2 separate regions of the Mus musculus genome follow, and region 1 is linked to region 2. A link is a contact called in public Hi-C data. All regions are on one chromosome and are shown on one strand. Each heading gives the region's core, a stretch centred on a gene start, on an enhancer-like site or on the middle of the called end of the contact. The rest is flanking DNA. Distances are from core to core; before and after follow the strand shown.

The links. A called contact is a pair of places that touch in the nucleus more often than the background predicts.
Region 1: a contact with region 2 is called in a Hi-C map of the N1E-115 cell line, with 2.3 times the contacts expected there. The contact joins two enhancer-like sites. A contact is called at or near these places in 9 of 484 Hi-C or Micro-C datasets (the 3T3-L1 cell line, the HPC-7 cell line, the N1E-115 cell line and 4 more), 5 of 115 datasets of contacts at active chromatin or transcription factors (double positive thymocytes, embryonic basal ganglia, embryonic stem cells and 2 more) and 4 of 9 other capture datasets (adipose tissue, embryonic stem cells, liver and 1 more).

Annotation. Positions count from the first base shown.
Region 1 is chr2:31,615,814-31,620,344 of GRCm38.p6, reverse strand. Fubp3 (far upstream element (FUSE) binding protein 3) reads right to left here. Exons shown (of 18, transcript NM_001033389.4): 18 at 2,819-4,531. Among named protein-coding and RNA genes, the nearest start is that of Mir6998, 5.7 kb to the right of the region's middle. Within about 2 kb of position 2,289, at least 11 of the 459 cell types and tissues checked have an H3K27ac peak or open chromatin away from gene starts, as enhancers often do. A contact at or near this core is called in the N1E-115 cell line, where this site is marked.
Region 2 is chr2:31,509,130-31,513,982 of GRCm38.p6, reverse strand. Ass1 (argininosuccinate synthetase 1) reads right to left here. Exons shown (of 16, transcript NM_007494.3): 13 at 3,742-3,873. Among named protein-coding and RNA genes, the nearest start is that of Gm32952, 41 kb to the left of the region's middle. Within about 2 kb of position 1,937, at least 12 of the 459 cell types and tissues checked have an H3K27ac peak or open chromatin away from gene starts, as enhancers often do. A contact at or near this core is called in the N1E-115 cell line, where this site is marked.

The sequences.
Region 1 (4,531 bases), core at 1,040-3,539, 110 kb before region 2:
CAGAACCTACTCAGGCCTGCATGCAGTCCAATGCCCATACCTATTGCCTAAAGGCCCACCCAGCTTCCCATGCTCAGAGTTATCAAGCAGTGCTTGTGGCTTATCGTGCTTGGAGTTTAACAGCACAATCGCCAACGAAAAGCACAGACATCTGAAGAATGTGGCCGTGTGGGACGCAGACTCTTGTCTAAAATGACACACAAGCCAGACAGTGGTGGCGCACGCCTTTAATCCTGGCACTCGGAAGGCAGAGGCAGGTGGATCTGAGTTCAAGCTCAGCCAGGATATAGAGAAAGAAATGATACTGTCTGAGCTCTGTGGGAGATGGCACAGGACAGTCATACTGACTTCGATCCATGAATGACTGCAAAGGTATTGGGTAAGGATTTCAAATACATCTTAATGAGGTAAATGTCAAATGACTTCTGCTCTTGTCCTAGGACATTCCACCTCAGCTACCTCACCAGCAACTGTCCAGGGACTACCTGCTCTGTGAGTAGTGGGCTTGGCCCTACCACAGAAGGCTTGGACCACACAGCACCTGCCCCTTTGAGTCTGTGTCAAGGTGTAGGTCAGTACCTTCCAGCCTTGGGTCCAGTATGGAAAGGGTGAGCACTCCCTTTTGGAACTTGGAGAAAGGCTTAAGACAAAGCCCAAGATAACCATGCAAGCACCCTGGCTCAGCAGCCCCCTGTGGGATTGTCAGACCACTTTCTGGCCATTAATCTGAGTCCTTCAGGAGCAGTTGCATTGCATTAGCTCAACCTAAACCCCAGCTGGGCCCTGGAGGGCTGGAAGTGGGCCTGGGAAACAGCAGTCCGGGAGCCAGCTGGAGCCGGGCTCCCGCATGTCCAGTGCCCCTTGGTCCGGGCACTTCAGCACACCATCTGTATGCCTGTGGGGCCATAGGACAGATACATGGGTGATCACCATCTAAGATGGTCCCACTGAGGCATAAGACTGCCTCCTACTTGACAGGCCAGGGGCGGTTATGGAGGTGCATGTCTTGGAGGATGGAGAATTCCTCACTCCAGTTCCAATTTGGATGGGGCTGCTTCAGTTCAGCGGAAGTCCTGCTGAATCCTGATTGTGGGCAGAGCCAGCATGGGTGTGGCAAGGTGGGTGTTGGGGGAGCCCTCTGAAGACAGACCAGGCACCACCCACTCCTACCTCGCCAAACACATACTGCCCTCCATGATGACCATGCAGCTTTCTTAATGGAACACAACCGCTGAACCTGGTACATTTCAAGCACTTTAGCCTTCCAGGACGACAGACTGCTGATGGAAACCATCTTCAGAGGGCGGGCGCCATGTTAATGAGAGGCCAAATTTCATATGCTTGCAAACTTTCCCCCCTGCGGCCTGCTGCTCTGCACACCCCACCCCCCAACAGAAGATTGCATCAGAGGGAAAGAGAGATTTCCATAATTTATAGTACGGCATTTCACTGGGGACAAACGCTAATCTGTACTTACCGATACATTTAAGAAAATGCATCCTCCCGCAAGCCTGCGCCATTTATGACTCTTGGCACAAACCGCAATGCTCAGTCTTCAATTAAGGGACACCTTAGGGTTCATTATCACACAATTGCTCCCTGTGAGCCATGCCAAATGCTGTTTTGGCACTGAGCATGGAAGATGAATTAGAAGGAAGTCTTCCCTGTAATGCCCTCTCCAACTTGCATTACTGCCATCAGCGCTGCTGCCCTTGTGGCTGGCCCTCCCCCTCCCCAGTGGCTTTCACTATTCAATTTCTCAATGTCAAACTCGATTCTCTAGAGGTGTAGTTAAAGATGCCACATCTCCTTTTTGTCTTCCGGCTCTCAACAGGCCTCAGTGTGGCCCAGATGGGACATTCTCCATACCATTTTGGGCTAAAGGATCCACAGATGTGTCTCTCATTCTCAAGTGTGTGGTGGAGACAAGGCACACAAACACATGCACGTTATCGTAATGGGCCTGTTGTATGTTCACACACACACACACACACACACACACACACACTCTAATGGGTCTACTATTTCTCTTTCGATATATACAAACACACACCAGGAAGAGGGTTCTGAGCAAGGACTGGTGACTGACTACACTGGGACAATTCCATAGTATGTAAGTACAGGGTGAAGGCTGAGCCAGGCAGATGCCCTGGTAAGAAACTAAATTTCAAACCAGTTGCTTTCAAACAGAGATAGAAAACAGCCAGCAAGGCTGCCTTTCCCCCTCTGGGCCCTGTGGTAGGCCTGCGGTAGGTGGGGTTGTATTCTTGTTTTCTCAGAACAAAAGGGATGCATCTGCTGCAGTCTCAGAGTCCTACCTGGGCCTGCTGGGAAGATTTCACTGGGGACAAACGCTAATCTGTACTTACCGATACATTTAAGAAAATGCATCCTCCCGCAAGCCTGCGCCATTTATGACTCTTGGCATGGGTGAGTGGGCCTTGAGGGTGCCACAGGCAGGGAGACCGCCTAGGCGCGCGCACACACAGGGCAGGGCTGGTGTGCTTTTAGGTGAGAACATGCCACCTCAGAGTGGGGGGTGGGGAGGGTCTCAGCTCAGTGGGGTGCTGACCCATTGGCTTCCTCAGGGACCACACCTTTCTCAGGACCAAGCAGGACTGTTCTCGCTCAGATGCTGTCACTGTGAAGGCCGGTCCTTAGTGTGGCCTTAAGTCAAAGGGTCAAGTGTAAAGCTGCCACATAAAACGAACTTTACTTCAGAAGTCCCCAGAGGCTGTGTATATCAAAGAGTTGGGCTGATGCAGAGCCATTATCAGCTAGGCAGGGCAAGAGACAGGGGCCAGCAAACAAAACAGACTAAGAACACTTTGCCCACAAGACATCTTGTGGAAATTTTATTATATAGAGTGTAAAATGAATTGTCAGTCAAATAAAAAGAACATCTTTAAAAAACAACATGCATAACATTTCCAATGCCTTTTTAATAGTTAGACATTTCAAGCATCATAAGGAAAACAAGAACGGCAAACCGTAACGAGCACGTTTCAAACGGAATGTTCCTCAGGTCAATCCAAAATGCAGGAAAAAATAGCTTCAACTCCGTGTTTCCTTTAAAAATACATGTTATCTGTACAGATACACTACAGTAAACATTGGAAATCATAGTATCCCTTTTATTAAATCAAAATTATTTAACTCATACTGTTGTTAATACTAGATTTATTTATTTATCTAGTTAATTTGACAAATATTAAGAAAATATTTAAGGAAAAAAAGCAAAAACACCCTGGAATTAAAAAATAGTTACTACATTTTTTTATATGGTTTAATGTCCACAGTGTTTGTTAAAAGTTATATTGAATTTCTTTTTAATATTAAAAATAACAGTATTTATATTTCTGAGAATAGAGAAAGGCTTTTTGTTTTTAAAACCAGCTTGGAGGTCTTAGACACACAACTGCCCTGGATAATGGAGACGAGCAGCTTACACGAAGGCAGACCGCGTCTCTGCATCACCATCAAAACGCTAGAAATGACATAACCCACAAATGACCCTCCCGCAACACAAGGACCCGTCTCAGTTCAAAATTCACATCATTAATTACAATACATAATAGTTCAGTTTTTTTTAAAAAATGCAATAAAACCAGACAGCCAAGATACAAGAAATTAGAGGTGAAACACAATGAATTTACATTTACGAATATTTAAATACTGCTTCAAAAATTTTTAAAGAATTTGTTACATTACCACCTAAGACTTCCAAGCCATTTTTTCTGTTGTAACAGAAAAAAAAAAAAAAAAAAGGGAAAACAAAAACCAAAACCAAAAACCCAACAACAACAACAACAACAACAACAACAAACCCACCCCAAACTGTAACTAAAAAGACACAAGACAAAGCCATCGTGTGATGAAATGCCAGGCTCCGAGGAGAGCTTGGGCACCCGAGCTTGCAGGTTTCGCTCCAAGAGCCCCGGAGCTCACACATTTACAAAGAAATCATGACGTAAAAATTACCAGCAATGTTTAGTAACTAATTTTCCCAATTTTTAGAAAATTTCTGTTAATCTAAATATAGTGTTTCACAGAACAAAACAAAGGTCTTCATCAAAAGGTTTGCAAATCTAAAAATCTCTGTAACAAACAGGTTTCTCTCACACTGATTTCGGGGAAGAGCCGCGGCAGATGCCCATCTACTGCTCCTGTGGGGGGAGGGAGAGGGTCAGCCCAAGACCAGAGTCTCATACCACCAGGTACTGAATGCTAAGCACCTCAGGTTCTAGGGTCAGAATGTGGGGGTATGGGGTGAAAGGGGAAGGCTTCTCCTGGGTCACCAGGTCTAACCCCAGCTTCCTACAAGGCAAAAGGTACCCCCTGGGAGGGAGCCTTGCCCCCAAGGTCCAAGGAAAGAGAGCTCCTTCTTGGCTGAGAACGGGAGAGAGCCCTCCTCATTTCTACACAGAAAGAGGCCAAGCTGGCCCTCCACTTGCTTGGCCCCAAAGGTGCTGTGCAGGTAAAGGCCCAACCTGGCCACTCTCTGCAAGAACTACTGCTGGAGTGGTCCTGG
Region 2 (4,853 bases), core at 688-3,187:
GCACACAGCACTGAGGAAGCACACTTCCTCCCCCTATAGCCCAACATCCTTGGACAGACAGCCTTTCCTTTAGGAGAGAGCAAGGGCCCCAGAATCCAAGGGACAGCAGCAGGTGGCCATAGTCAGGGTTGGGGGAGGGGCAGGCCAGGCAGAAGGTTTTTGAAAGAGCCAGGAAGGTGAGCCCACCCGGGCAGCTGTGGGGCCAGATGGTCTGTGATCTCCTACCCTGATAAGAGGGTAGGTTAGCAAGGCCCAGCTACTGTTAGAGGCCTGGAGAGGCACCACAGAGAAGGGATGGGCTCAGTCTTGTGTGTGTGTGTGTGTGCGCACGCGCATAGCAAGATATGATTACTTAACTGCTCTGCAGGGATATGTGGATTCAGTGAGCACTTAACTCTGCTGTTCCAACACTATGACCTCTGACGGCCCCTTACTGTAAACCAGGAGAAAGGCCCAGAGAAGCAAAGAACATGTACAAAGTCACACAGCAGGACCATGGCAGGATTCAGATCTGATGGAACACTTCTAAACCAAGGACTTTAAAACGCCACTGGTCTCTTTGGGAGGGGACATCAATCACCCTCCCCGCCCTGCATCCCTACCCCCCTCACACACACCCCCATCCCTGTGTCCTGCCTGCTCTTTGATTTTCTCAGTTGGGATAATTAGTCCATTATCCTCCCAGGCTGGAAGGCAGGTGGAGATGGAGCTGTTGATAGGAAGGGCAGAGATCAGTCTCAGAGCCCTGGCCCTGGCTTTATCTGAGATCTGTTTCTCTAGCCCACAGGGGTCTTAGGCTCAAGTTTCTTTCCCTAGTGGACCTGGCCTGAAATGGGCCAGCAGCCTGGTCCCATGGCACAGGAGAGATCGTGCATGTTCAGGCCTGCGGTGCACAGGGGGTGGGGCTTGGGGCTGAGCTACAGAGGGCTCCCCTGGCCCAAGCCCAGCATACAGGCCTCTGTTCTGATTGGAACAAGTGTCTGCTAGAGTTATACACTACACCCATTTTCATGTTGAGGACAGGCGGGAGGAGGCGTGTTAACTAGGTGAGGTACAGCTACTAAATAAAATGTTCGTCAGGCGCCTTCAGGGTCCTGAAGCTGGAGTCCTGCTGGGCTGACCGGGAAGAGCGTCTCACTGAACTCCGTAGAGCCAGTAGGGAAATCAGGAAAAGGGGAATAGAGGGAGATGATCAGGCAGAGTCAGGGACAGTGTCCTGGAAGCCTATGAACCTAGGAAGGCTTCTCTGTGTCCCAACCTCCCCATTTGTGCCCTGAGACCACAGAAAAGCTAAAAGGGTAGCTCTAAGGTAGAGTGATGGGTTGTGAACCGGGGTGCTTAGTGGGAAGGGAATAGACCCTAGCACGTCTTAGCCCTAGAGCCCTTGGGATTTACAGGAGGGGAAACTGAGGCCCAGGGAGGAAACAGATTTACCTAAGACCATAAAGCCAAGCAGAGGCAAAGCCTCTCAGCGCCCACACTGGAAATCACGCCAGGTCTCAGTTAGTTAGTAGTCGCTGGCGCTGTTCCAGATGCATGGTACACCCATGCCTCGGAGTGGCCATTTCCACTCTTTAGATGGGACAGCTGAGGAGAAGGGAGAGGAGCGGCAGCATCCAGCCAGGCTGGGTCTGCAATATGCCTCCTTCCAGCAAGGGGCCAATCAAGAGCACTCTGGACAGCCAGAGGGCTGGCTCTGACCTCTGTGGACACCTGGATATGGCAGAGTTAATGTTAGCAATAACGACCTGGTCTAAGTCTTGCTCCCTGCCTTGTTCCTCTCTCTGCTCCAAGGTTTTATTTCCTTTGAAAGCTCCTAATCGCTCAGCCTCATTTTGGGATTTGCAGGGCTCATTGCTGGCTGACAGAGCAGGGACTCAACCTAGGCACTGTGCCTGTAGCCAAGGCTTCCTGGGCGTGTCATGGCACCCCCCCCCCCCGCCCCCAATCAATCCTTTCTAACAGCTTCCCAGGTCCTGTGGGAGTGACTTTTGAAGCCTGCCTGTGTCAGGTTCAACCTTTGTAACTTAGCCACAAGACCTCTGATAAAGTATCTTTGCCTGGACCTCAGTTTCCCCATCTCTGTGCAGCTAAGGTTAGGTAACACCCATCAGGTGCCTAGTCCAGTGCCAAAAAGACAGCAGACAGTGAGAGATGCTGACACTGTGGGATCCCGGAAGCCCGCCCACTGTCCTCTGCCAGGCTCAGCCCTCGGGATGCCTCCTGGGCACTCAAGCCAGGTGCTCTCTCCTCTCCCCTACGCCCTGCCATGTCTTAATGTCAATCCCACTTTGTAACCAGAATCCACCTTTAAGCACCGGAGTCCTGCCGAGCCAGTAGGAAGCCATGATATTTAAACACCTGTCTGTACCTGGAGAGGGGGGATTGCACTTCAACGCTGAGAACAATGGCAGGAGGATAGAGTGCCAGCCAAGGCTGGGATGGATTCCAGCAGGCCTGGGAGGATGGGGATGGGGACAGGCGTGGCCAGAGGCCTCAGCCAGGTGGCTATGACTGACATCTATCCAGACACTCAGACTTCCGGCCCACAAAACTGCCAAGGTTGGCTGTTGGCAGCAACAGCCTGTTTTCTGAGAGGCTGCCTGACAAAATCGTCCAAACTAAGGAGGTGCAAATATTATAGACAAGGTCAGAAAATGTCTCCTATAAATGAGTGTGAACAAGTGCATATGTGTGTGTGTGTGTGTGTGTGTATGTGTGCATGCCTGTGTGTGTATGTGTGTGTGCGCGCGTGCGTGCACGAGTGCCTGTGTGTGCCTGGCTTATAGGTGTATGATAGCACTGCTTTGGTCTTTTTTAAAGACAGGGTCTCATTGTGTAGCCCAGGATTGCCTTAAACTTGTAGGGATCAAGAATGCTGGGATAGAGGCATATGTTGCCACTGTTGTAGGTTGTGTATGCCTTCAGGTTTCTGCTAAATCAACTCTGCCCTGCCACTGCAGCCCAAAGGGACTACAGGGACATGAGGGCTGTGTTGAATTTCACATAATTTCCATGTCATGAAAGTTTGGTTTCCTTTCCAATCATTAAAAAAAAAAAAAAAAAGCTTAAAATGATTCTTAGTTCACAAGTGGCAGAAAAATGGGCACCAAGCCAGGTCTGATCAGGGACTGGGGCTTAGGGCCCCTGATTCCCACTACGAAGACTGTATATAAAGTCTGGGTCCCGGAGCAGAACTGCTCAGGGCACGCATGTGCTTCTCTGCGCATGCCCTTTTGAAGGTTAGTAAGCAGTGTCTTCTGGAAGGATTAACAGGGCCCAAGCCAGCCCTCACTCCCACCTCCCTACAGGCTCCCAGCTCATTTCCTCATCTGTAGAAGGAAACTTAGACCACCAGGGAGGTTTGTGGGAACCACGCAGGTTGTCTGGAGCCCTATATCTTTGCCAAGTACTGGGTTCCTACTGAATTCAGTCTGGCTAACACTGGGAATGACTCATAGTCCTTCTTTTGACACTGTAATGGATACAACTAAACAACTTTGGAGGCTTCCATGTCTCCCTTGGCACTCACAAAAAGGCCACCCCACTGTCCCTTCCTCTGTCCCTCACCCCTGGTCCAACCTTCCATGTGTACTTGAGAGTTCTGAAGAGGATGCTAGTGGGTGGGGCTAGATGGGAGGAAGGCATAATTGATGAAAGTGAAGGTCTGAGTCCTAGGGGCCCTGGGGGTGGAGCGTCACTGGGGGTGGAGTGCCAGGGGCGGCTGGGACTCGGACATACCTGTGTATACGAGCTCTGCGAATTTGAGGCCCAGGCCCTGCTTGATTTTGCGTACTTCCCGATCCATCGTGAAGGCCTCTATGTCTAAATGAGCGTGGTAAAGGATGGTCCCTGCTGGGGTCTCGTAGATACCTAGCCATTTTTCCAGGCAGGGGGAAAAAGGGAAAAAAAGAGAGAAACACATGAAACCCAAACTGTCAGCAAATGACAAAAAAAAAAAAAAAAAAAAAAAAAAATAATGACTTGTCTGACAGGAGACAAGCCAGTCGGGCCATTCACTCCCAGCTTGCTGCAAAATGCGTCTGTCATTATGTTCATGCTGGGGCCACGACAGTCCACTCTGCGGCTTGTGGAGAAAATGTCTAGATGCCCCCCTTTGAAGAGGCCCTCAGACGCGGGAAAATGACAGGGTTTCTGAGCAGTGCCCCCCTCCCCAATGCATGCCCACCGGCCTGCAGTTGAAAACCTGTAATTAAACCAACTACGGTGGAGCCCAGGGCCCCAAATAGCCCTTCCTCCCTTCCACTGGGGAGTCGGGGGAGGGGGACGGCTGTGCACACACATGCATGAACACGCGAGTGCACACATGGCCTGGGCAGCTACATCTTCAGAGATGCCTGGGGTTGCCTGGGGCTTGAGCACTGGCTCCACTCTACAGATGGGGAAGCTGAGCCCCTGAGAAGTGGTTGGATAGGGAGAGAATGGAATCTGAGCTCCTGGATCCCTAATGGGTATGGCCAGCTGTCCTGTGAGTTAGCTGGTTACAGAAGGCAAAGCCCAGTCTGGAGAAAGGCGCTTGCTCAAGTCCCTTCCGGTCAACTCACCTAGCCAACTTATTTCGGGTCATCTCACCTAGTCGACCTATTTGTAACACAACCTGCTTAAGCTAGAAGGTCTCCAAAGTGACAGGGTGGCCCTGGCTGAGCTGTCAACCAGTAGTCCCATGCTCTATCTGAAGCACAGAGGCACCAAAGAGGCAGGACTGTGCCTGTCCTGGTGCTGGGCCCTGTTCTGGCATGGCTTTGGATAAACCTGTGTCCACTATGCTTTGAAGGAAGGGCAGGGGCAGCGCCATGCTCAGAATTTGATCCAAAAGCTTTCTCTCTTCATGC